Regions from separate parts of the Rattus norvegicus genome. Here region 1 is linked to region 2. Evidence: chromatin contacts called from public Hi-C data. All regions are on one chromosome and are shown on one strand. The core of a region is the stretch at or near the end of the contact, and the rest is flanking DNA. Distances in the headings are between cores, read along the strand shown.

Region 1 (6,674 bases), core at 398-2,897, 64 kb before region 2:
AAAGACCCCACTTTGTAATTTTTCTAGAATACTTAATTAAGTATTCTGTGACCCCATGGAAGCTGCTTACCCTCTTTGAGTAGTTTGATGAGACCCTGTGTATTACGTATAACATAGGAGTCAGTTAAGTCACCATAGCAACAGCTCTTTTGCTCTCTAGCATCCTGAACATGGCACGGGCCGTTCGCCATGCTCCCCATGCCTTCTGCATCCCTATTCACAGGTCCTCCCCAATGGCTCTACCTCCTTTGACCCTCTTAAGCTTGGCTCCAGTTGTGTTTCCAGTAGCCCTCCCTCTGGTTCTGGCCCCTAAGTTCAAGCCCAGTGCCTCCCTCCTCTGTGCCTTGAGTCATCCCTGAGCAGCCTGCTCTTGGTGCCGTGTTAGGGGGAGTAATCTTAACTACAACCGCTTGCCAGGACAGTAATTCCACAATAGGGTCTTCCCCTCATCATGCTGAGCGAAGTCTGCAAGTACCAACGTGCCGGGAGAAGGAGGCTTGCCGGAGGAGAGCTGGGCCAACTGCCTCTTAGATTCTGCTGCATTCGGATGAAAAAAAGACAGGAGGGCTTGTCCATGGCTCCTCTCTCCAGCTGAGCCATCTCTCCAGCCCCCAGGACCCAGCAGGTTCTGGATCTCCCATACAGGTCCCCTCTCACCTCCCAGTGACCTCTGAGAGGTAGGGAGGGCATCTCCATTTTTATGGTATAAGAGATTAGAAAAACCCAGCAACTGGCTCTAGGCTAATTTTATGGCCAATGTAAGGCCAGCCAAAACCAGGAACTGTGTCTTCTTGTTCCAAGTTATTTTCTGTCACTCTTCTTCCCTTTGTTCTGATTCCTTTGTTCTCTCCTTTCTCAGAAATTTACATGCCTGCTATTTACCTAACCTGCCAAGAAACTCGGTCCCATAATTCCTTGAGAGACCCATCAAGTCCACACGGTCATTTCTACCTGAGGTACATTGAGGCCAGATGAATCTTTCTCAAAAGCCAGAGGGACTTCTGAGAGCCATGGCCTGCTCCCAGAGAAGGCAGTTCTGAAGCTTCCCTTCAACTGACCTCATGTCGTGGGCACCCTGGGGTGCAGTGGCCTTCGCCTCTGTAGTTTGTTCCCTTGAGTATGCTGTGTGTTTGATTTCCAACTGTGAGTGGAATAGCCAGTGCCCAGGGTAGCAGTAAGGGGGCTGTTATGTGGAATTCTAGAGGAGAATCAGAGATAAACTGGGACAGAACGGGACTGTGTGACATGAGTCGACGTCTCTTGCTCCAGTCCCCGATGGACGCTTAGTCCTGTGCGTGCTGTGTACAATGGATTTGGAGTTAATGGAAAGGGATGGGTCATGTGTGACTCAGTAATTAAGATGCAGCAGGGACCACCCAGAGCTCAGTGTCACAAATGCCACACCAGGAAGGTCTCACTAGACAAGAGGCTGATGGGAGCCCAAGTCAGCAAGACATGGCTTCCTCGAGCTCTTCTTCCACTATTGTGTTAAGTGCATGCAACAGTGTCAGAAATTCTAACTCACAAAACCGAAAACTCCAGAAAGAGGAGCTTTTCGGGGGAGGTACGGGGGCTTACAGAGGACATGACCAGAGTCCAGGGAAACTGTGGACCAAGCAGTCTGAGGAAATAAATTACGAGGTAGCAGATACTGGGACTGCGGCCAGAGGAAGGAGCTATTGGCCTGCAGAAAAGGCAAAGAGTAATTCCCCTGATGCAAAACAGAGGACCACGTCAGCAAAGTCAGAAATATCCAGCCTCTTTCGACTCTAACTCGCACTCACCTGAAGCCATCAACTAAAGCCACCAACCCTGAGCAACATGGTGGTGGTGGCTTCCATCATCAAGTGGTACAAAGCCTCAGCCTAGGTCTTCCTGCCTATGTGAAACCTATCTCTTGTCTGTGCCAAGGACACTGCCGCCCGCCTTTGACAGAGACCTAGCCCAGGCCTATCTTCCTTCTCAGGGAAGAGCTTTCTGTCTACGCTACTCACACCATGTGGCTGAGCTAGAAACACGTCCAGCGTTACCCCATAAGCATCGACCAGGAACTTTCCTTTTCATCAGCTGCCATGTGGATTTCAGAGAGCGTTTTGCGTCGTCCCGTTCCCCCCTGACATCTGAGAAAATTGTCGCAATCCAGCCGAGCTGTAAGATGACCCTGCCTGTGATAATAGGACACGGCTTAGCAAAGACAGCAAGGTCAGCTGACTGGGGTTCCGTGTTCTGCGAGCTGTTTCCACCGGACCGATTCACGATCAACTCTTTGTTTTCGCAAGGACTATCAGATGGTCACCGGGGATCAAGCCCATGTTTTGTGACAGTTAATCAGCAAAGAACCCTACAGATACACATAGAAGGAATGGATGCAAACAGCCAAGCTGGTATTTGTAATGAATTCCAGACAGACAACTTTGCATTGAACCATTAGCCTAAATTCGGTATTTCCAGCTCTTCCAAGATGGGCCTAGATGACTTTTTTTTCTGTGTAGTGGGGAATGCTTGGCATAGAAAATGTTTAAGATCTCCAGGCTTGTGCCAATTAGAATGAGTTAGATATACTACAGCACCAAACATCCCCAATCCTAGAATGGGTATAACAAGAGTTTAGTTAATTTTAGTTCACGTAAGATCTTCAGACGGCCTTTTAGGGCAACTTTCCTTGGGCATTGACTCGATATCATAATCGTTCATAGCTCTCTACACCTCCTGAATGCCATAGCAGAAGCGCAATTATGTCCTTCCCCCTTGAAGTGACGTATGCCGTATTTAACTTGCAAAAGCAAGTCCCCTGATCACACTGAACTCCAAGTCAGCATGTCACTTATCAATTCTTATAAAAACAAATGACCGACGAAGTCACACTTCTGACAACACAGTTTCTAATTTTGCACGACTCCTGAGTCAGCTGGAGAGCTCTTGTGCTGGATTTTCCTGGGCTCACAGAGACAATGGTATCTGGTGGGAGGATTAGTGGTTTGGTTGGCTCAGAAAGGCCACAATGTCCTTGTGCGCGTGTGTAGCCCTTGCTGCTGACTGTTGACTGTTCCCTGGGTACCTTGATGGCTTCTCATCCTCTAGCAGGCTCGGTTCACCTCCTTACACGAGGGTCCCAGGACAGTGTTCCAAAGAGGACAAAGCCAAAAGCTGTCGAATCTCTTGAGCCCAGACTCCAGAATTTATGCAATGCTGCCATGTTTCCTTGGCCAAGACTAGTTAGTAGCAAATGCAGCCCAAGTTCAAGTTGTATGGCAAGAATTTCCTGGTGTAGTTACACATCTCACAGACAGGCATTGGCCTATTAAATCAGGCGTGCACACAACCCATTCCTGCTACTCACGGTTCTGCAAAGTCACTGTGAACTCAGAATTAAATAACACTGAGTCGTGACTCCTGAGGAAATAGAGTGTATTCCTACAAGCCTCTGGCACAAAACCGCCCTAAACTAATCAACTCTCTAACCTTGTTTTTTCTCTACTTAGGGCTGTCTTATCTAATGCATACCATTGATTTGTAAACATTGAGCTCACAGCCAGCTCAGAGCCCACAGTGTGTTCAGCTCTTTGAAGTCTCACCCCGTCAAAGCTTACCTACATGCATGCCCTCAAGAGGCACACCATAGCATGTAATGAGCCAAGGAGCATCAACAGTGGGCACGATGTCACTAACTGTCCTCCACGGACACTTGTTAACAAAATCAGAGCTGAGACAAGATGGCAAAATATCACTTTGTTTTACACACAGCTGTGTGTCTGCAGCTCAAATTGTTACCTACTCTGCAGTCCCCACCCCCCAAAGACCACAAAAGCAACATGAGTCATCAGTATTGATTTTGAGATCACACATTAAGTTTTGCAAGGAGATAAGCTCACAAATATGGAAGCCACAAATAATAAGAACCAGTTGTACAGGGGAAAGGGATAATGGTGGAAAATTCATCATGTTTCCTGCATAGTCTCCTGTGGTTGCAAGTGAACATTTTATTTATTGTGACAATTCTCAAAGTCCTGTAATCAAATTCTCCACCCACCTTGGGTTTGCACTGATCGCTTTTAATTACTGTTCTGAGCTGGGATATATTCTTTCTTTTCCTCCTCTCTCTCTGTCTCTGTCTCTGTCTCTGTCTCTCTTAGAATTGAACCCCGAAACTCAAACATGTTAAACGAATGCTCTAAGTCCCCAGCCCCCGAACCTGAGTACCCACTGTCATGTGTACCCACTGAAGTTTCTGCCCACTTAGCCAGCTTGGTGCCATGCTGACGACTGAATAGGTTTCCTCAAACACTTGGAACCAGTAGATCTCCTGGACTTGCCTATTGGCTGTGTATGATCACTAGAGCATACCATGGACAGAAGCTGATCCTGGCTGGCTGTTCTGTTTTAGTCTTGGCTGCCTTCCTTTTGGAAGTCTGTATAAAAAATTGGCCTTTGTTTAGGAAGCCCCAAGGCCACCACCACCACCATCATCATCATCGTCGTCGTCATCATCATCGTCATCATTGTCGTCGTCGTCATCCTCATCATCCTCATCATCATCAAGTAAGGCTTTCTTACATGTCACATCCGTCTTACCGGTGTAGAAACTGAGAGGCAGAAAAGTTTAACAACTGACCTGAAGACACCCTGGACAGCATACAGTGACCGTAGGATGCAAATGGTAGTCTGATGCCAAAGCCTGTACAAAGCCTGGAATGCTTTTCCTTGCGGCTGAAGAAACAGGTTTAGAAAGCTTAAATGGCTGGAGGTCACACAGCTGGCAGGGGCCGATCTGCCTGGACCCAAAACTCATCCTGCTCTCCACTGTTTGCCCAAGTCACTGATGAGATGCCAGGAGGGAGGACAAAGGGTGGGCTTCAAGGTTCAGGCTGGAGGAGGCCTCCAATCAACTAATGCTTCTGTGGAGCCCTTTACACATATCACACACACATACACACACTCACACATGTACACACTCACACACTCACACACATATACACACTCACACACATATACACACTCACACACTAACACACTCTCTCACATACTCATATACACACTCACACACTCATGCACACACACATACTCACACACACTCACACATGCACACACTCACACACATACACACTCACACACTCACACACATACTCACACTCACACACACTCACATACTCTCACACACACACTGCAACAATGGTTATCTGAAGGTCAGCAAATGAACAAAATGACAGAGATTCAGAAAATGAGTTTCAGAAGGACAAACGTGGGGCCTTGCCTGGGTTTGGAGCAGGATTAAGGATCCTGTTCGTTGTACGCTGTGCGCTGGTATAATAAAACTGCACTGAAAGCTACATTCTGCTGGGTGTGGTACCGTTAATTGCATCACTCAGGAGGCAGAGGCAGGTGGCTCTCTGTGAGTTGGAGACCAGCCTGGCCTACATAGTGAGTCCCAGGCCAGCCAAGACTGGACAGTGAAAGCCTGTCTCATTAATGAGCAAACAAACAAAGTGGCGTCCAGTGGAAGTGAATCCTTTCTGTTGACTCTCTCTCAATTCCTGGACCTGAGGCCCCTCCAGCCAGTCAGCAGGTTCTTAGCCGACCCTCCCACCCACATGAGGCTCAAGATGGATGAGGCCCTGGTGAAGTTAAGGTCTAAAGTTCCATGGGTCCACCTACCCACTTCACCCTTTTTTTTTTGTCAATTCCTTTCCCTCACCCTGGATAACCCCACAGCTGACATCACTGAGAACTTAGCACACACACAAGAGGCGCACATCTTACCTACAAATGCCAGATGAGCTTCCAGTTCAGCTGGGGCTCCCTTTCGTGGTGCTCAGAGGACACACTCAAGAGAGGGTGTCAATGAAATTGCAGTTCTAATCAAACAGAAGCCCAATTGAAGCCTGCTCACTAACACAGCTCATTTACAGTCGCCCAGAGAGAATCCACTGTTCTGCGTGCAGTCTGAGTTCATCACAAAGACACAGGACTTGATTCCAGCCGTTTTAGCTCTATCTAATGGTGGATGTTTAAGGCACTAAACTCATGGTTGGACCTCAGGGTTCCCATAGGGAGAGGCCATCTGCTCCTTACTTCATAGTCGGGAGCCTCCCCATTGCAATGGTAAGAGTTTACTCTTCTACTCTGGTACCCCTAAAGGACTGGTTCTGATACCCCTATATACATGCCCATGTATTGGCATGCTCATGTATGTGCATGAATACGTGTGCTTACAGGGGAAGACACACACACACACACACACACACACACAGAGAGAGAGAGAAAGAGAGAGAGAGAGAGAGAGAGAGAGAGAGAGAGAGAGAGAGGGTTTGTTCCAGATGCCTCTGTCCTCTCCTCGGAATGGTCTCAGGCTTCCCCATAGATCTTTCTTTAACTGTTATACTTGCATTTTTTTTTGGTCCAATATAATTAACAGATCTTTGATGAGAGAAAAAAATCAAGTTTAATATTTTAATTTGCCATTTTAAGGTTTTATTGATTCAGATCAAACTGCTAGTGTTATCTCTTTTCTCCAAAGTCGTTAGGGTCAAATGCACTTGTGTTAGGCAGGAACCACTTGTTTTGAAGAATTTGTGTTAAAAGAACCCTTGCTTGGTTGGCCGTGTATTGCACAGTACTCCTGTATTAATCCGTTTTCCTTAGTTACCCATAGTGGGCTGCCATTTTGACTTCTCACT
Region 2 (6,830 bases), core at 3,782-6,281:
CTGGGGGTGGGGGTGGGGAGCATTTGTAGCAATTCACTGAAGTGAAGGGTTAAAATGTTGCATTTTACTGTAGCTAATGAAACCTCCTTAACTTTCATTTATTCATTTAACTAATATGAAGTTACTATAGCTACCAGGCATCCTGCATGGCACTGGGTAGGAGAATACACACAGTCCTGTGGGTTCTTCACCCACTTAGACAAGGAGCAAAAAGCCTCTGTTCCTCAAGCCACTGCTTAGCAAGGAGTCGGGTCTTCCCAGAGGAAAAAACAGCTTTTCCGTGTCAGAATCAGCATTCCATAGGTTCTTGGAAGTCTGATTCTACAATAGATCAAAAAAAAAAAGTGATTAATTCCCTGCCATTGTAGAGCTTTGGGGCTGGAGGTGTGGGTATAAGCCAGTAAGGACAGAACATGGTTCTGTGATAATAAGCACTATAAGGAAATAAATATGATGTCATGTGAAGTATCTGGCTCGGCGTGGGGGTGTGTAGTCTAGGTAAGAAGTCAAGGATAGCTTATATGGGAACAGCATTTCAGCTAAGGTCCCAGTGGCAAGAAGAAACCACATTCATAAGTGTGGGAGAAGTGGATCCCAATGGCAGGGACAGGCAGAGTGAATTCTCAAAGTCCTATGGACCGTAGGAGATGAGGAAGGAGGCTGCTGCGGTGTGAACAAGCAGGGCAGAGGCTTGCAGAGGGGTCAAGTGACAACTTACTTCTGAAGGGTTAGAGACGTGGCTCTGAATAACGCTAAGGGCACTGCAGTGCCCTTTGCTCCTTAACAATTTTAGGATTGCAAGAGACCCAGGAGATAAGACAGGCCTTTAGCTTCCTGCAGCGAAAGGAGTAAACAAGTCCCAGAGACCCAGGGGGTTCAGGTACAGATGTGTTAGAACTCAGTTTGGTTTAAATTCAAGTTAAACCAATATTTACAGATTATCACAGTGTCGGGTTCTAGAGCCTCCCAATTGCTCCAGAGGCATTTAGACCTTGCAAGATTTAAAACTCAGAACAACCAGACTGGTAAGACTTCTGGCTGGAAGCAAGAGCTCCTGTAGGAGCTGGAGAAGAAAGAGTTCAAGGCTAGACTCAGCTACATGGGAAGTTCAAAGCCAATGTGCTATATGAGACCTTGTTCAAAACAAAAACAAGGCAAAACAATCAGCATTGAAGCCAGTCTTGACGCAGAGATGCAGAAATGGGAGGATGCACGTGAATGCCGTAGAGAGGAGAGGAGTATTCAGGAGAATCACAGTGCTGTGTCTGTCGGTGCTGAAAGGGGAGGGTAACAATACCAGGAAGCCCAGAGTCCTCTTTGAAATCCAAGAAAAGCAAGACTTGGATGGAAGCTATGCCAGGAAACAACTTCCGCCACCTTAAGCCAGGCCAGAATCTACATGACTCTTCCTTCATGTGATTTCCCCTGTCCAGATGCACTGCTCATTACACAAGTGGGAATATGGACTAGTTTCCTAGTCCCACATCCTGTTAGATCAGTGGTTCTCAGCCTATGGATCGAGATCCCCTCTGGGGTCAAATGACCCTTTCATAGAGGTAGCCTAAGACCATTGGAAAACACAGATATTTACATTATGATTCGTAACAGTAGCAAAATTATAGTTAAGTAGAAATGAAATAGTTTTATGGTCTGGGGGATCAGCACACCATGAGGAACTATATGAAAGGGTTGAAGTGTTGTGGAGGTTGAGAACCAGTGGGTTTGAGGATCTGCTGACCGTAAAACCAAAGCTCTTAATCTCCCTGTCCAGTTAAAGAATCTAGAAACATATGATTACACAGCAGCCGTCCACAGAAACACACCACTAACCCTCTGCTCCCTGCTGTGTATCGGATCCCAAGAGAAGCAGGAATTAAGCTTGTCACCTTATACCCCCACCTAGGCACTCAAGTGGATGACGATGAAATGCTGAGACAAAGGCTACATTTCAGGAGACATTTCCCTTTGCATGGGAGAGTTGTAGTTTTTGTTTCCTTTTTTTTTTTTTTTTTTTAGCGATTCTTTCTTTCTTCCCCAAGCTGGCAGAAATTTCCTTAACTGAATTCTGAGTTTGCATTTGTACCCTGAGCAATGGAGGCCACTACACCAGCTGCACCCCTGCCCTCAGCGAAGAATCCGGGTGCTACAACTTTAAGCTGTTGCCAATCTTTCCTTTGCAAGGGATGAATCAGCTTATACCCAGAGGTCAGCAAACTCTTTGTAGTCTGCGACTTCTTCTGCTCAGTCTCTCCTCACATGGGCTCTCTCTGCTGCTCAGGGTGAAGAAGATGGCGGTGTAGAAATTACCCTCTTCAAAGTTAGGGCTCTTTTTTGGTAAGCAGCAGAGTGTCCCAGAAAACAGCGGCAGCATGTAGAATGGGACTCCAGCTCAGGAGGGCCAAGAATTCTGACAGAGTATGGCAGAAGTCTTGCTCAGTTGCTAGTCCCTGTTTCTTCGTACTCAGGTGCAGTATTTTTCTACTACAGAAGAGCTCTCTCTAGTCCCCAAACCCAGTAATGGCCATGCCCCATATCCTTATACTTCTTCACTTCAAGGGAGTATATTCTGAGAATCAGTCCAGTCCTGAGCCTCCAGCGAGGCCTTCTGATTCTCCACTGGGTGTCAGCGTCTTTCTGAAGAAGGCAGGGCCCACTACATGGCTCGACCCATGCATGGCAAGACACAGAACACACTGACCATGCTTGCTGTCAGTTTGCTCTCTACCCCACTCATGTGACAGCTCGGGAAACACCTTCAGCCTTTGCCAAATGGTCCAGCTCAGCTTGTTTCCTTTGCTGTCTGATTCCCAGAAAATTCTGACACTGGTCTTATATCCCTAAACTCCAACGGGGGCTTCTCTCCGAATGAATCCTAATGGGGAGGGGGTCTATAAAACCTTAGACAATGTTTTTATTTCTTGGATTCAGAGTTACCTACCTATGTCTGTTTCTTAAAAACAAACTGTGTTTAGTGTTCGAGCCATGTCTTACTTCTGCCTCCCCGCTCCCTTGTTCTGCTTACACAGTGACATTGTGATGCAATGTGGGAAATGTTTACTTCTTTTTGATCAGATAGCAGAATTAGTAGTCACCATGGCAAATATTTACTTCTGAGCTGGCATCCTCCTTTGGACTCAAACATATAAACACCCATGCACCCCAAATGTTCCTTTTTTAAGCAACCCCAAACTGTGGTGTGGTAGGCTGAGCAGAGAAGGACCCTGCCAACTGACTAAGGCATATTTTTCTTTCATAAAAAAAAATCTGCTTTGTCTCTGTCAAATTCTGCCCTTTTCTTCCCATGGCCTTGAGATGGGTTCTCCCTCTCCTCAAGACTGGTTGTATAAATGTGGTCACATTTCTCACACATGTACACCGGAAAGCTCTTAGAGCAGGCAGAAAGAGCAAACATGTCGATTTTAGTGCAGAAGAAAAAAAAAACAAATTGTTGCTTTTTAGATAGTACATTCTAGTAAAGGATGGCTTGAAATTCATGGAAATCCTCCTGTCTCAGTCTCCTGATGCTGGGGTTATAGATGTAAGTCACCATGCCCTACTTAAGAAAAAATTTTAAATTGCTGTTGTGACTCAGAAAATATCCAGCACCATAGCCCGAGCTCCATTGGGACAGCTGGTGTGCTCTGCTCTGAATTGGACCCTGCACTGGCTAAGAAAGAGGATAACCATTAAGTTTCTGGCAAATGTTCTTAAATATTCCAACTAGGTTTGGTAGTGTTTACTCTCTGCTTTTTAACATTACTATCCAAAAATGCAAAGTCTGTGTGTGGTTCTCACTTACAACATGCCCGATGTTACTGTTATGTAGACTGGGCTGCAGTATTTTAGTCCTCATAAAATTAATTTTTAGCCATACACTTTTCATATTCGGTGTGTCGTTTTGAAGTGTAGCCACGGGGCAGCACAGCAGTGCCCCGATCAGTCGTGGCACAGGATGCTGACCTTAGAAGGTTCTAAGGAAGCAGAAGACTCCTAATGTCTGAGAGCACTGGAGTCACGCTCAGGCGGCAGCAGAACGCATCGCTCACATGGTTTATGGTGATGCTAGCCTAAACAAACCTACTCGTGCTGCCCATCAGTCATATAAAAGCATAGTACATGCAATTATGCATGGTGCAGAACACTTGATGAGCATGATAAGCAGTCGTTTATTGGTTTGTGTAGTGACTATACTATACTTTAAAAAATATTTATTTTTATTACTTTAAAAGTATGTGTGTGTGAGAGTGTGGCTCATCCACACCAGGGCAGATGCTTGCGGAGTCCGGAAGAGGGTGCTAGATCCCCTGGAGCTGGAATTGTAGGAGGTTGTGAACCTCCCAACACAGATGCTTGGATCATTCACAAGAGCAGGGCGGCAAGTGCTCTTCACTGCTTAGCCATCTCTCGATCCTCTATTTACATGAGTCTGCGTGTGTGTGTGTGTGTGTATGTGTGTGTGTGTGTGTGTAAGTGAGTGTGAGTCTGTGTCTGCTTGTGTGTATATATATGTATATATGTGTGTATGTGTGTACCTGTGTGTGAGTGTGTATGTATATGTGAGCATATGTGTGAGAGTGTGTGTTTATATATGTGTGTATGTGTGAGTGTGTGTATGACTGTGTGTGAGTGTGTAAGTGTGAGTGTATGAGTGTGAGTGTGTGTGAAAGTGTGTGTGAAAGTGTGTGTGAGTGTGTGTATGTGTGTGTGAATATATACAGCCATGTGTGTAGGTGTGGGTGTTGTGCATGCCTCTCTGCACATGTGTATCCCAGAAGAGGGTTTCAGATCTCTCAAAGCTGGAGTTGCTGGAATGTTCTTATGCAGTTGCTGGAATCTGAACTCTGGTCCTCCTGATTACTCAGCAAGCATTCATAGCAACTCAGTCATCTCTCCAGCCTGTATGCTTTTAGTCATCATTTTAAAGAGTACTGTTTATTGTGGAGAGAAATAATTACGGTGAAGCATAATACTGTGCCAACAGTAGCCAAATACATCTCTGATTACAGCATCTCTTGATTGCATCAAGGGGTAATAGTGGGTGAGTGACCTCTACTTTCAAGGTTTGTGTAAGCTGTGCTCAGTGATGTTCAGATACAATTGTGAAACTAACAACTCGTTCCTCACAGTAAGTCTCTTCTGTTAAGCTTCATGTGACTGTACATCAGTCTTGCCTCTGAATGAATGTGATAAGGTAATAACTATTCTGAATTAATAGTTTTGTAAATCACAGTGCCACATGGTAGGAAGAGATTTAACTTAGAGACCGAGACATGAATTCTGGAGTCAAAGAATCTACAAATCTTCCCTGATATGAATCAATGAAGAAGACAAATCAGAAGAGAAATTCTATGTAAAATTTAATGTAAAATTCCTGTAAACAAATGAGAAGAAAAGAATACCATTAAAGTCACCTCCTGATAACAACCACATTCAGAGAAAGCACCAGTGGCTAATGAGACTGGAACAAGAAATGTGTGGAAGAATGGGCCTGCATAGTCTCAAACTCTCTTTACATGTCATTAATTGCAAAATTGATAACTTTATTGTGGAAAAACCCAGCAGATACCATTTTCACCATGAGCTCAACATTCCTGTTGCTGGAAATGGGACAAGGCGACCTCAGGTGCCCACTGTTGTGATATGTGTGTGTGCCCCAAATTCAGAACTTGAGTTTTATCACAAGGAAGCATCAGATAAACCTAAATTTCAGGTGGTTCTTTAGGGTAACTGACGTGTACCCCTTAAACCTATCAAGGTCCTGAAAGACAGAGAACAGAGTCAGGGCTGTTTCAGAGTAAAGGAAACCGGTAAGGTGCGACTCAATCGGGCTGATCCCACTAAGGAAAAGTTGCTGAAATTTGAACCAAGTCCATATTGTTTTAATGTTAGTTTCTTCATAATGTAATTTTAGTGTGATCATGACAGAGGATATTCTTGCTTTTAGAGCACTTAGTGAAGTGTTTAGAGCGGAAGGAGAGAGAGGATGAGATTCTTGTCCTAGCTCTGATAACCAAAAGACTCAGGACGAGATACTCATTTAAACAGTGGGCGCATTTCTTCTTCTGTAAGATGGGAGCTTGTGCTAATTAAAATGTCTTCAGATTATTATCCTCCTGAAGCAGCACCAGCTGGGAGGTAGTAAGAAATGTAAATGCTTAAGTTCCATCCCAGATGAGAACCAGAAACTTTAAGAATACTCTGGTGTCCTTGAAACACACTCAGGTTTGAATAGCACCATCGTCACTGATGATGACCACGGGAGAGATGGCTCAGTGGTTAAGAGCACTGACTGCTCTTCCAGAGGTCCTGAGTTCAATTCCCAGCAACCACATGGCGGGGCACAACCATCTGTAATGAGATCTGATGCCCTCTTCTGGTGTGTCTGAAGACAGCTACAGTGTACTTATAAATAAAATAAATAAATCTTTTTTAAAAAAAATCTCTTTAGCCCCAGCCTTAATGTTCTCTGGTCCAAAAGGCACCCTTCTTCCAGTTCATTTGTCATTTTCTTGGTACCAACAAAGGGCTGGCCAGGGACCTGGGAGAGCTGGAACTACGGAAGCATGGTTCTCCTCCCAGGCAGTCAGACTTGGTCTCTGCTTATAGTGGATACAGATTAAACGTAAAGCATTTAATAACCCCACTTGGCTTGAGGACCATAAAAGAAACAGAGTAATGCATAATTAAGTTCCATGTGGTGCCTTATCTGCCTCTTACTAAAACGCCTGAGCCAGCCGTTCCCGGAAGGAGGGCGGAGAATCATCCCTGCACATTTCTATTGAAATGTTCACTCTTTCCTCATCATGGGGCAAACATCCTGGATGGCTCCA

The links. Hi-C and Micro-C count contacts between places; a contact is called where the count stands out from the background.
Region 1: a contact with region 2 is called in a Hi-C map of liver, with 2.6 times the contacts expected there. The contact joins two enhancer-like sites. A contact is called at or near these places in 4 of 12 Hi-C or Micro-C datasets (the A7r5 cell line, hepatocytes, liver and 1 more).

What each region holds. Positions count from the first base shown.
Region 1 is chr13:71,733,449-71,740,122 of GRCr8, reverse strand. No RefSeq gene overlaps it. Among named protein-coding and RNA genes, the nearest start is that of Tex35, 46 kb to the left of the region's middle. Within about 2 kb of position 1,647, at least 4 of the 93 cell types and tissues checked have an H3K27ac peak or open chromatin away from gene starts, as enhancers often do. A contact at or near this core is called in liver, where this site is marked.
Region 2 is chr13:71,672,817-71,679,646 of GRCr8, reverse strand. No RefSeq gene overlaps it. Among named protein-coding and RNA genes, the nearest start is that of Ralgps2, 69 kb to the right of the region's middle. Within about 2 kb of position 5,031, at least 5 of the 93 cell types and tissues checked have an H3K27ac peak or open chromatin away from gene starts, as enhancers often do. A contact at or near this core is called in liver, where this site is marked.